Linked DNA regions of Mus musculus: region 1 is linked to region 2. Evidence: chromatin contacts called from public promoter capture Hi-C data. All regions are on one chromosome and are shown on one strand. The core of a region is the stretch at or near the end of the contact, and the rest is flanking DNA. Distances in the headings are between cores, read along the strand shown. Region 1 holds the start of Nsun3 (NOL1/NOP2/Sun domain family member 3). Region 2 holds the start of Nit2 (nitrilase family, member 2).

Region 1 (6,600 bases), core at 1,123-3,622, 5.6 Mb after region 2:
ACGTATGAGGCACAGTGCTGTCAATAGTGGGAGATCAATCAGGACTCAGGCAGACTGGGCAAAAGCTCCAACTCTACTAAGCAGCTAAATGAATTTAGGTAAATGACTTTAACTCTACACTATAGCCTCAGAAGAAAAATAAAGTACTTAAGTAGGTATTATTTGAACACAATACCTACCTACAAATGCAAAGTGTGTGGTTCTTTAGATAGTCTATATGAATGAATACCTTCGCATACTAAAATCCTTAGGAATTCATTATATACACTATTATTCACATTTTGATAGAAAACTCATAAAATGTAGCATTGTTGAAATAACAGCTGCCTTTTCATTTTATAAGTTTCCTAAATATCTTAATGTCCTAAAATCATTTTTGACCCACTTCACAGCTTATCTTTATTCTTTGTTCCAAATTATGCTTAAAGTTGTTCTCTGAAAAGACATACCTACTGAGTTCATCTCAGAAGAGATGGTATAAAACAATCATCGGAGACATTACTTTCTGAGCTAACTTTCAGACTATCCAGTCATACCGCTTTTTCATCTCTGCTGTGCAAAACAGATTGGCAACTTTCCCTCAGCCCTGAATGTCTGGTTCCTTTTGTCAAGTTAATTCCAAAGTCACCAGTGGCTGTCACTGGTACCCACACACTGAAATAAATCAAATGCCCTATTATTGATGCATGTTTCTGGAATGGTACGGTGCCCCTCCCATTGACTTCTCCCATGAATAGACTGCATGTAAACTAGAGAGGAGGACTATACTGTTCTTTGTATTCCAGGGGGTATCTTATATACCAATCAGGCATTCCATACAAATCCCCATTCACTACCATTCCGATCAACAGCTCAGACTCATCAAAACACAAATCATATTTGTCACTTTTTTTAAAGAAGTCATGGAGTTTATTGCAGAGATATGGAGTACGGCTGAACACAGAGGTCAGAGGACAACCTACAGTCTAGTCCCCGCTCTGGGAATGCCAACTGCCTTCCCTCCCCGCCAGTTCCACCATGGCCACTTGGCCATGTTCATGCATGCTAGGCTTATTTAGATTGGTCTGTCCATGTGCACATGTGCTCCACATACAGATGGCATGGTGACAATAATTGCCAAATAAAGCCTGACTTTAGCTAAGATAGAGGAACACTGACTTTAAGGACTTGGTATTACCTGAATTTCATTAAGTTAAATTTCTTCCAAGTTAGGATTTTTATTACAGCGTTGTTTTAAAATGTGGTGCCTCCCCATTTTACAGATAAAAGCCAAGTGCTTGAGAGGGCATTACTATCTGCCCCACATTTCTACATGCCAGGTGATTCCTTCACACATAAAATGTACAGTCACCTCCTCCCTCCTGGACTGTGCCACTCTCAAGGAGGTATTTGCTACATACTTCCCTTTCCTCTCACAAAATATCAAGAGACGAACCATACTGACCTTACTGTACTCCAGGAATCCCCAAGTTCTTTCGAATACTGTTTGTCAAACTGATCCAACACAACTCTGCATAGCTGTTTGGCAAGCTTCCCCTCTGATTTTGCTTTCAGCTATGATGATAAGAAAAAGGTGCTGACAACACACTGTGATATCACATATTTATTGAAAGTTGACAGTGACATTAAATTTTCTTTATATCTCTACTTATTCGTGGAGACTTCCATACCTGTCTACAACATACTTTAATAAACACGTCTCCACACCACTCCAACTCCACCCAGACTCCCACTGTGTGTTCCCCTTCCAACTTCATGTCCTTTTAAAAAATCCACTCGGGAACAATTAGTGCTGTCGTTATGCACATGGGGGTGTGGAGCCATACCCCAAAGACAACTCTCTCCCGGCCTCAAGCCAGCTACTGCCAATAATAGCTAGTCAGGAGTGGGGCTTCCTGATTTTTAAAATGTCAGTTCCTGCCGTTGGATCAACTCCTTACTTGTAACAAAATTATTTCATGGTTTTTCTCGAAGTGGTAATTACCAAGTGTTAGAGGTGAATCTATGCTAAAAAAAAAAAAAATTCAGAAGCCATAAAAGTTTTGTTGTTGTTGTTTGTCTTTTAAAGTAAGACTGTAAAGAAAAAAGTATTCCAAAGTTTATTTACGGAAATAAGCATCGCCCCAACTTTCTGGCTCTCCCCTCATCACCGGGGTGCACCCAGGGCTGAGAAAGCTCGCAGTGACAATGTCGCCGGCCCGCGGGACAGCAGCAGCACCAGGAACACACTCAGCACGGTTCCGGGCTGTGGGCAGTGCGGGTCCCATCCCAGTCCACCCTGCCTCTCGGTGGCTTCAGCCCGGGGCGCTCGACCGCCAGAGCCTCACCCGAGTCAGCATGGTCCCCGCCTGAGCTCGCCAACTACGGGTCTCCGCTAGAGTTCGCGCGGGGTAACACGAAGAAACGCCATACTTCCGGGTCCTGCGAGGAGGTCACAGATGGGCTGGCTCGCAGTTCCTGTTTCCGGTCTCGCGAGATTGTAGACAAAAATCTCGCGGGAGACTCAGGTCCTGCAAGAGGCGGAGCCAAAGCTCTCTGGGGACTCCGGAGCTGCTGGGGTGCGAACCCCGAGCGAAGGGTGGAGTGTGGGTGCTGGTTTACAGAGTCACCCTTCCTGTCTCTGTTCATGGGGTCGAGAGAAGACCTGTATCAGTGTTTTAGATGCACAGGCATTGCTGGTTTACAAAACCGAACCCCGCGATGAGAAAAGCGGTAGAAAGATTAAATCGCGCCTCTCCTTACATTTGCCCGAGTCACTCTATCTTCAAACTGGGAAGTGATAAATGTTACACCGGAAGTACCGACTGCCCCCACTGAGACTGCGGGCATGTGCTGAGGGCTGGCCGTTAGCATGCTCTGTAGCCAGCTCGACAGGGATGCAGATATTTCCAGACATGCTCAGGTCTCCATCTATCAGCCTCTGAAAGAATGGACCCAAAGTATCAGGCTGAGAGAAGGAAAGAGGGGACAGCCATAGGGAAACTTGTCTTCTGGAAAGAGCTTTCCAACAGCTCTAAAATGTCAGAGCGTCTTCTAACAGGGTGAGATTGAACCCGGATGACAATGGCCAAAGACACGGGCGGAGGTTGGGTACGGGGTTCCACTGGATGTCTTTGTTCCTCTTCCCAATGTGGTCACCTTGAATAAACGGCCTTTTTCTGCTTTCCAGTTTCAATTTTGTTTTTTAAATAGGCTGATTTATTATAGGTGGCTGGACTTTGATATAAGAACTGTCACATCATTGGTACTTGAATAATACCTGTTTTCACCAAGCACTAAGACCACACTCCCAAGGACCAGGAAGGACTCACCAAGGCCCTGGCCTACTTCAAGCATCAGTGTTGACATTGTTAGGAATAACCACTCATTAGCATTTGCCTTGTTCTCTGGTAACAAACCAGAAATGTCTCAGAGATGATTTGGTCTCCTATAGTAACTAGGCATCTTCACGTTGAGATGGCACTCGATGCTCAAAGTATCAGTATAGGATATGCGATAGGTAGGTGCTGGACTCTCCAAATCCTATACAAAGGAAATGTCTTCTACACGAATGTGATTTAAAGCTTAGTTGGTTTTATTTTTTGTTTGTTTGTTATTTTTTTGTAAGTTCCTCAGTAATCTATAGTGTGTTAGAATTTTGATTCAGTATAAAATAAAATAATTGGTATGCAAATGACTACATGAATACACACCTGTTCTATATTTGAGAAAAAGTAATTCATTTACTCTTTAGCTGTTATATTCAGAGATTTTGTGCATTTTCTATGTTCACTATAAAATGCACCTACTAGTAAATATACTAGATTTATATTTGCAGTGAAAGAAGACCTAGAAAATAGGAGGTAGACTCCTATTAGGATGTTAAACTTCAAAAGGTCAGATCTATTAGCAACTTGTTTTGAGCTACTGATGGTATAAGAAACAACCTACCCCAAATATAAGAATTTATTGTTTCTTTGTTAATATTGTTTTGAGATAGCATCTCAGGTAGTTCAGAGTGGCCTTGAACTCACCATGTAAGGAAGGATGACCTAAACTGATCCCACTGCCTCCACCTCAAAGGTATTGGGGTTATCTGTGGTATGCTTTCATGACTAATTTATGGGGTTGCCAGGGGTTGAACCCACAGCCTTGTGAATGCTAGGCAAACAATGTACCAAGAACTACTCCCACACTATTTTTTTTCTTTCAATGATTATGAATTTTCATACTTATACAAGTCATGTTACAACTCTTGTTTATGTTGGCAAAATGTTAAGGGCCCACTGGATATGAAAACCTGTTTGGTACTGTGAGAGATCTTCATTCCTTAGGACAAATGGCAGAAGGAAAAAAAAAACCCCTAAAAAACAAAACTAAAACTAAAACCCACAGAGTTGCCTGGAATCAGGCAATGAGGCTATTTCAGTTCAGGTGAGCCTCCTCTTAGTGTAGGGGGTCTCTGGGCATTGTACAGAAATTTAAGCTGACAATCCAGCGCTTGAACACATAAATATGACCTCATTTTTTAATTGTTTTAGTTGTCTTAAACTTCCCTTTATAGGGGGACATAAAATATATCATGTGGAGATCACATATGTACATATATATGTATGTAATATGTTCTAACAAGTTTGACTCCTCGGTATCTCCTGTTGGGACTGCCTTTAAAAAGGTAAAAATAATGCTGTGAGTGGGAGGTCTACTCCAGCAAACTGACAGCCTTTGCAAAGGACACACTGGTAATGGTTGGTGTCGGTCACAGGTGCTGCAATAGAGAGAAGCTTACCAAGATGATAAACCTTTACATTTTCTGAAGGAACAGAGGGGTTCCGCCTTCTTGGAAAAGACTGAACCTGACTACCTCACTCCAGTTACTTTTATTCGTTAGTTAGAACAGACAACCCATACAAATCTTGACCATGGTGAGCCCATGGTAAGAATGTCAAGTTTTCCATTGAGTGTCTTAGGACCAAGGTTTAGACAGCTGCAAGATCTCACACAGGAACTAATACAGACTTTCCAGGGGGACATTTCTTCAAGGTTCAAACAGTCTCAAACAATTTCACAGCCTCCACGGATTAATCTAAACATTGCAAAGGCTCTGCTAAAACATTTCTCTGAAATCCAAGCATAAAGGCTTTACTGCCCATATCACTACATCACCTCCCTTTTCTTTCTTTAAGCAGATTTGTTAGGAATAACAATGTAGCATATTATGGAGTTGTAAATATGGCCTTTCGTCTGTCTAGTTGTCTAACAGCTTTATGTAAATAAATCAGCATACATACATACATGTGTAAAGCTATCACAACAAAGAGAATTATAAAAATCACAAGAACAAGAAACTTATTAAAATAATTCATGGGAATAAATGAAGCTACAACATCTGCAAGACCTGTCCCGTTCACGTCATTCCCTGTTACATCAGGCATCTTCTCTGAAAAGGTTTCTATAATTTCTTGCTGTAAAACATAAATCATCTGAGAACAATTGGGATGACCCAACAAATACATTTTAACCTTTTTCCAATCATATTTGCTCTCGTTGAATCTTAAAGGCCTAATACAATAAAAAGTAACATTCCAATCATATTTTAATTTCATTTCTTCTCCCAATAAATCTAACTGATCTCCAAAGACCGTCAGAGCTTGCTTCAATTCAGCTACTACCTCAGCTATTTCCTGGTCTATCTATTCTGTAGAGTCCAAGGTTCATGAGAATGCATCTGCCAATCTTTCACAAATTAGCAGCTCGAACTTCTGTGTGAAAAGCAACTCGAGCTGCATCGTAGTAGCAGTTGATGTGATAATTCCCAGGACCACAGAAATTATCAACCCAGCTGTCTTAGTCAGGGTTTCTATTCCTGCACAAACATCATGACCAAGAAGCAAGTTGGGGAGGAAAGGGTTTATTCAGCTTACATTTCCACATTGCTGTTCATCACCAAGGAAGTCAGGACTGGAACTTAAGCAGGTCAGGAAGCAGGAGCTGATGCAGAGGCTATGGAGGGATGTTCTTTACTACCTTTCTTCCCCTGGCTTGCTTAGCCTGCTCTCTTATAGAACCAAGATTACCAGCCCAGAGATGGTCCCACCCACCATGGGCCTTTCCCCCTTGATCACTAATTGAGAAAATGCCTTACAGTTGGATCTCATGGAGACATTTCCTCAACTGAAGCTCTTTTTTCTGTAATAACTCCAGCCTGTGTCAAGTTGTCACTAAACTAGCCAGTACACCAGCCATCTCTCGAATTCTTAATATTCTACCAGCGAGCTTCTGTATTAGTACCATCACAGGAGAGTCTTGCTATGGTCGCCAGCCTCACTTGTATCCAGACTGCTGGCCTAGCTCTGAGAATATATAAACTTTCAAAGGTAACATCTAAAGACACAGCAGCATGGACACAAGTATAGAGAGTACAGCCTGCACAGTGTTGCTTTGATTCCCATTAGGGAGCCATAGCACAGGCAGTAACACATAAGGCAATGGTTTACAAGCCATAAAGGTGTGACTGTTTTAAATTAAAGGGCAAATGAAATTTATCATAATTAAAGTTCCAACTTTCCATTCCATGCTTTGAGTGGGTGAAAAGCGCTTGCCAATTTCCACAAATTAATC
Region 2 (6,736 bases), core at 2,278-4,777:
ATGTTAAAGAAAGGTTTAAAAAATAACCAAAATGCCCTTGAAATTCAGTCATGATATTGAGCAGCAGTTAATATGTAACTTCCAAGCAAAATCAGGAATTCCTCATTGCTCAAATCCATCAAGTCTTACAACAAAACTGAATCCCACGGGCCCTAGTTGAGAAATGTTAAGACACAAACTTGCATTTTTTACACTTAGTATATCTTGAAGTGTATCCCAAACTGACCTTGAATTTACAATCCTCCTGCCTCAGCTTTCCTAAGTGCTGTGATCATAGGTGTATGCCACTACTCCTGGCAACCTCATTCTTTTCAAGGGCTAAAATGTTTAAATATAACAGAAGTCATTCTAGCCTTTTTAATATTTAGGTGTTACACCAGGTGCAAGAAGTACCTCCAATGAGATATATGCTGCTCTCCTTTGCTACTTCAGAAAGCTTTTGTGTGGACTCTCCAGGAATCTTCTCTGCATAGTCAGGAAAGTAGGTTGTTCCATATGGAGAATTGAAGCACTCCTAGAGTCATGTTAGAGAAGGAAAAAGGGGGAAACCAGGCAAACCATTTAAAGATCTGCAGAAAGTAGAAACACAGCACTGCCCATTCGGCTTGGAGTGGAGAAAACACCAGCAGGAAAAGATTCAACTAAAGCTAAAGAACGTTCAATGGAAAGCAGACAGGCAACCAGCCCAGGCGAGGACAGGGGACTGGTAACCTGGCAGAAGGCTAGACCTGGAGCCTGTGGATTACCAGTTCTTGGACATCCAGGTCCATCACAAATCATGTTTACTCTGTGATTTTTGAATCCTGAGGTGAAGTCTAGAGCTCAAAATTATACCACTTATTATGTAAAGCAATAAAAGTTATGCATTAAAAAGTTCTGAAAGCCACAGAAGTTAAACTGTTTTATTAACTGCAAATAAGCTGTTTCTAACTCCATTCTGACATTTTTATGACATCTTTATGATGTCTCTCATGGATAGGAAAAGTGGGTGAGGATGAAACAAAGACAGGGCTGGGACACAGACACCAAAAATGACAAAGACACTAATACTTGCATACAACACACGTCTGCCTTCTGCAGTCCTTTGACATGTCAGAAAACAACAGGTAAACATTTACCGGATATCAATTTAAGTTCACTCATTTTGCATTTAACAACAGTGTCTACGTACCAGGCATTATGCTAAAAATGACCAGCATGTCAAGAGTCAGCGAGCTAAGCAAGCACGCACATAACTCCAAGCACTTTCCCTCCTAGACTTGTACTTCATCTCAACAACATCAACTAACAAGAGACCATGGTTAGGTGCCAGGTACAGATGAGTCCTGTAACTGATGCACAGAGAACATCAGGTTTGTTCTATATAGTAAGTTCCAGGCAGCCATGGCTACACAGTGATCTAAAAAGGAAGACTGGATTGTGCTGGGAGATGTCTCAACCAGTAAAGTGCTTGTCCCAAAAGCATGAGGGCATGACTTAGATGCTCAGCACACATGTAAAATAAGCCCGGCGTGAGGAGATGCACTCATAACTCCAACACCAGCGGAGGAGTGAGGAGAGGCTCTCCGAGGCTTGCCGGCTAGCCAGTCCAGCTTACTTGTGAGTCCCAAGTCCCAGTGAGAGACCTCACCTCAAAAACAGAGTGGTTAGACAGTGGGAGCACAGGGCTTTAGTCCCAGCACTTGGAGGCAGAAGCAGGTGGATCTCTGAGTTTGAGTCCACCCTGGGCTACAGAGCAAGTGACAGAACAACTAGGGCTACACAGAGAAAGCCTGCCTTGAAACAACAAAGTAAGACTGCTCCTGTGGAACTGACCTCTGGCTCCTCAAAGTGTTCCCTTTGCTAACTGATCCCTGGTCATTCAGGATCTCCGAGGCTGTACTTACCACCAAATATGATACAACCTTCAACTCAAACCTCGAGACAATTTTTCAAAAACTGAACAGTACTAAAGCAATGTGGTCTGACCTAAAACACGACAATAAAAAGCCTGACTTAGGTAAGGTACCAAGTAATTGTACAGGCCCTGAGTGAGTCTTTAAGGAAGCCCCCCATGGATTTCTTACTGCTTGTCTGAACAGGGGAGGTGATCTTGTTCAAAACTTGTAACCACGTTTGACATCTTATGATAAAGGTCGCTACTAGTCTTTGTGAAAGATGAGACAAATACGAAACAATATTAGGGTTCCAAAAGGCATTGCTGGAGGTGGGACATAAGAGGACCACTGCCAGCACGCAGTACTGTGGTGGATCCACAGCTCCTGAAGAATGGGCAGGCTGCCCTGATACTTACAGGCAGAGAAACTATGTTGGCACCTTGCTTTGCTGCCTCCCGCACTAGGCTACAAGCCCGGGTAAGGTTATCTGATTTAATGGAAGAAACTTGAAGCTGTATGAGGGCCAGGCGGAAAGCTGGGGAAAAAAGAAAAAAAAAAAAAAAAAAAAAAGTCATCAGATCTGCCCACTAAGTTCACCCAGGGCCAGGATTCTCAAACAGGATATCAGGCAGTATTTGAACATGGTTTTTGATTGACCCAACTACTGGCAATCTAAAGGGGTATATCGACAACACTGACAAAACCTGGCTTCTGAAGAAGGCCGAAGCTCTCCTTAAAAGTATAAAAACTATGATCGCTCATTCCTTGGCTTATCCTAAATATGATGAGAGAGAAAAAAAAAAAAAAGGCATTTAGCCCCTAACACCTCTTAATTGAACAGTGCCAGAATCTGTATAAAAACAAATGAAACCAAAACCTGGCATTATTTTCAGGTTAACAGACCTTGAGCTGTCACCAGAGTATCACAGAAACTCACTAATATCTCCCCTAACCCTAGGAAGTTAGACTGCCTCTGCTCCTGAGGCAGGAAAGGATAATAAAACTATAGTTTTGTTTCTAGCTTCTTCCAAAAGCCACCCAATATGGACAAGGTCCCGACCCAGGTTAGGGGCCGGTGCAAAAGCGCCCTCTGCAGGCTTACGCAGGAAAACCCCTCCACTGGGGTCCTCCGTGTGCAAGACTTGTTGCTTCCCCTTCTCCGGAAAGCGATTAATGATTTTGAAGATGAACAAGTCGGGGCGGAGGGCACGAAAACACCTCGAGTGACGGGCCTATTACGGGAACAACATTTACATGAATATGCCAGGACAGTGCAACTATAAACTTTTACAGACGAGGAACTGCGGAGTGAGGTGTGATTATCCACCGCTTTGTGAGGCGAGGAAGTCAGAGCCACGAGTTGGACACCACCACCCAACCCGCAAGCTGACCAGCTCCGACAGCACAGGACGCCCCGCGCGGAGGCCTGTGCTCGCACGGCCAGCCGCCCCTGGGCTTCGCCGCGCCGCGGACACCGGTGACAAGAGCCACCGGCATGGCTGACCGGGGGACGCAAGGACCCAGCCGGCTCATCTGCACCGCCGCACGGAGGACCCCGCTCCCGCTGGGAGCTGGACAACCAGACCACGAGCCACTTACTAGACATGGCTCTTCCACGGTGCACCGCAGGCCACAGGGACTCCTGCCAGTCAATCTCCTCCGCAGCGTGCAGAAGGCGGGGCCGAGCCGCGCGCGCAGAAGGGGCGTGGTCAAGGGCTGGGTCGAGGGGCGGAGCCTCGATGAGCTTTGAGGATTTTACTGTTTTGTTTTGTGCTGTGCTGTAATGTAGGTGAGTAAGCCTCCGACTTTGTGCACATTCAGTACCAGTCTACATTCTTGCCTGGGCACCGTACTAAAAATGGCTCACCCTTTGCGGTTGCATACACCAAGAAGTGATAATTACAAATTCTTTATATAGGGCCTTCAAAAGCAAAGTCAAAAAAGAGAAGCCTACGTTATGGTAGTGTGCCATAAATGGTCTGGGGTAGAAAGGTCCTACTTGTGGCACAAAGGACATAAATTTCAGGTTAGATCATGGCAGTGGCCAGGGTAACGATGCTCCATGCTGACTGGCTTGAGGAAGTGCACCTGGTTGTTTTAGGCTAGCAGGACTTCAGAACCTTGCTCCTAACTGGGCTGGGGAAAGAGATAGAGTTGGTGCTAAGCAGTATTCTACGATTTGACCTTTGTATTTATTATTTAATTTTTATTCATTATCATTTATGTAAATATTTATTTTTGTTTTGAGCTTTTCCGGTTTTCAGACAGGGTCTCTTGTAGCCTAGGCTGCACTTTAACTTGCTATGTAGCTAAGGCTCACCTTGACGTCTAATCCTCCTGCTCCCACTCCTGAGTGCAGGGATTGAGTCCTGTAGCAACACACCCAGCTAGTGACATTGCTTTCTAAGCTTTGCAGTGCTTGCAAGTTAAAGTCTATACCTTGTCACATTTGCAGAGCACGGAGCCAAGGGGATTAGAGAGCTTGACAAGAGGAAAGAAAGCCTGCAGATCAGATCCCCAAAAGAAATTTTAGTCAGCTGTCTTCAGTGGGGCTGAGCTTTTCACAAACTTTGGGAGAGACAGAGAGAGCCAAACAGAGAGACAGAGAGAGGGAGAGAGAGAGAACCATAAACAGCAGTTTGAAAAGGACAAAGCAGGGCTGGAGAGATGGCTCCGTGGTTAAGAGCACTTGGTGCTCTTGCAAAGGACCTGGGTTTGGATCTAAGCACCTACATCGTCCTGAGGGGATCACAGAATTGTTTCTTCCAAGAACCTGAGAACACTGGGGAAGCGGGGTGAACAAAGAATGTATGCGCTGGAGGAAGGTGTGGGGATGGGTTGCAGTATGGCCTTATGTCTTCCAGGGTTAACATATTTACCCCATCTTCATCTTGCATTAGAAACTGCAGTGGCCTGGTAGCCATGGCAACTACTGAAGACAAAGCCAGGTCTAAGGTGACAGATCTATTGACAGCTCTAGTAGAAAGAGGGGGGAAAGGTCACAGAAACCTCACTCCCTGAGCTCAACTGATCCTCCTTCCTCCTTCAATAGCTGGGGCTATGAGCACCCCAGCACCCACCTAGTGCCACTGGTTTTAGCCTAAGGTACATATATAAGACAAATGTTTAATCTGCAGGCAAAATACAGATAAAGAGAACAGACATCCTCCAGGGCAGAAGTTTTGAGCAAACTTGTATCAGTTTATTTACAATTGTAATTTATAAACAGTAACACAAACATCTTTACATTAATATTATGAAAAAAAGTCCCATAGCTGAGAGACTTCAGGACATCTCAAAGAGGGTGTCGAGAAAATGGAAGAAATGAAATACAACAGTTTGGGGGAAGAGTTATAAATATCAAGTACCGTACAAGGTGCAATTTCATGCAAATGTCTTCAACCACTCAAATACATTGTTTTTATTTAGATATCAGAATAGAGTTCTTTTAATTATGTTACCATTCACTTGATTTCCATTAAGCAAATTAAAACACTGGCTACTGGTGGGGTACATCTAGATATTTCTATCAACCAACCCCTTGGAAAAAATCTATTACATGTTATGACATGGCAGGTTCTATTTACTATTTTTCAGACAGATTTTATAAAAATCATCCCATGGTCGGAAGCTGTTCCGGCTCTCTCAGCACAGTGACTAGTCTGAGCAAGCTGCGAAACAAAGCAGACGGCGTCCGTCTTTCAGAGAGTAAGGATGGAACAAGTGCCAACCACGCAAACTTTACTGCGACGGCAAAAACCGGGGAACTTTTAGAAAGTGATAGAGAAACAATGGGAAATTCCTACAGCTCTCTGATTATCTTTCTTTTAAAAACTGGACATTAGTGTGGTCACGGGTGATCATTTCAAGGAGGATAATCAGTGTGGCAAAGCATTTTGAAACAGCCTAGACCAAATGACCCATTTGTAATAAAGACCAAGGACATTTTTACAGATACAATTCTGTCCCCCAAATGCTAATTTTAACCTTAACATGCCTACTTACTTCTAGTGCTGTTAACTGTTCCTTAGCAACTTGGGGTGAGGCTCACTATCTCTGAGGCAATTAGTCTCTGGATAATTACCTACTGGAGGAAGGAAGATGGGGAAGCTGACCTTCGGTGTCTCACTCTGGGCTGTGTTTTGAGTTGCTATGATCTCCATCCATTCCATCCAACAGACTTCAATCTTTTTAAGAACAGAACAGTGAGCTAATCATTAGTCTAACCGTTTATTTTCGATAATGCTCATTGTAGTAAAACTCAATGTAGCAATTAAATCTCTTCAACTAATTCTATCCCTAAATTTCAGTGAAGACATTGCAAATATGTATGTGTACAGTTGTTTTAAAACCTGAAAATGATGCATGTCCTTTAAAACAGCTCTTCAAAACAGAACTGCATTCTGTGCCCTTGGATCCATAGGGCACAAGGCCAGTTACTTCAAAGTCATTTAATAACTGACCTTTATAATAAATCATTATATAAAACCAAAGATGCAAAAGAAACTGTTAAAAAAGTGAACCCATCCCGGTATTGATTACAATAATTTGCATTTAGACCCTCTACTCAGGCACCCCATGAGCAAATCAAAGGTCTCTGCTTAGTATTGAGTCAGGAAATATATTTTCATATTTCTCTTCGTTGCCTTAATTTCACTTAAATAACTTTCTTTTACATTAACTTTCCAAAGCATCCAACACTTTCATGATCTGCTGTTTTATGGCTCTGGTAGCATCTCCTGCATTTGGAATCAAATACCTATGGGGGAAAGACACATATGGATTAGTACAGCACTTTCCCTTCAGCTCTCTGCTGAGGGGTCACATAAGGGAGCAGAGATGCCTTGCTGTGTGCTCCA

What was found. Promoter capture Hi-C pulls out the DNA fragments that hold promoters and counts their contacts.
Region 1: a contact with region 2 is called in a promoter capture Hi-C map of pre-B cells. The contact joins the promoter of Nsun3 here to the promoter of Nit2 in region 2. A contact is called at or near these places in 2 of 39 promoter capture datasets (cranial neural crest and pre-B cells) and 1 of 484 Hi-C or Micro-C datasets (CD4 T cells).

The regions. Positions count from the first base shown.
Region 1 is chr16:62,784,344-62,790,943 of GRCm38.p6, forward strand. Nsun3 (NOL1/NOP2/Sun domain family member 3) reads right to left here and starts at 2,373. Exons shown (of 6, transcript NM_178925.3): 1 at 2,328-2,373; 2 at 1,445-1,554. The coding sequence starts at 2,339.
Region 2 is chr16:57,163,805-57,170,540 of GRCm38.p6, forward strand. It overlaps Nit2 (nitrilase family, member 2), which reads right to left and starts at 3,528. Exons shown (of 10, transcript NM_023175.1): 1 at 3,477-3,528; 2 at 2,294-2,412; 3 at 394-514. The coding sequence starts at 3,483. Gm16892 (a long non-coding RNA gene) reads left to right here and starts at 3,565. Exons shown (of 2, transcript XR_003951893.1): 1 at 3,565-3,666. It overlaps Tbc1d23 (TBC1 domain family, member 23), which reads right to left. Exons shown (of 19, transcript NM_001358433.1): 19 at 5,058-6,636. The coding sequence ends at 6,555.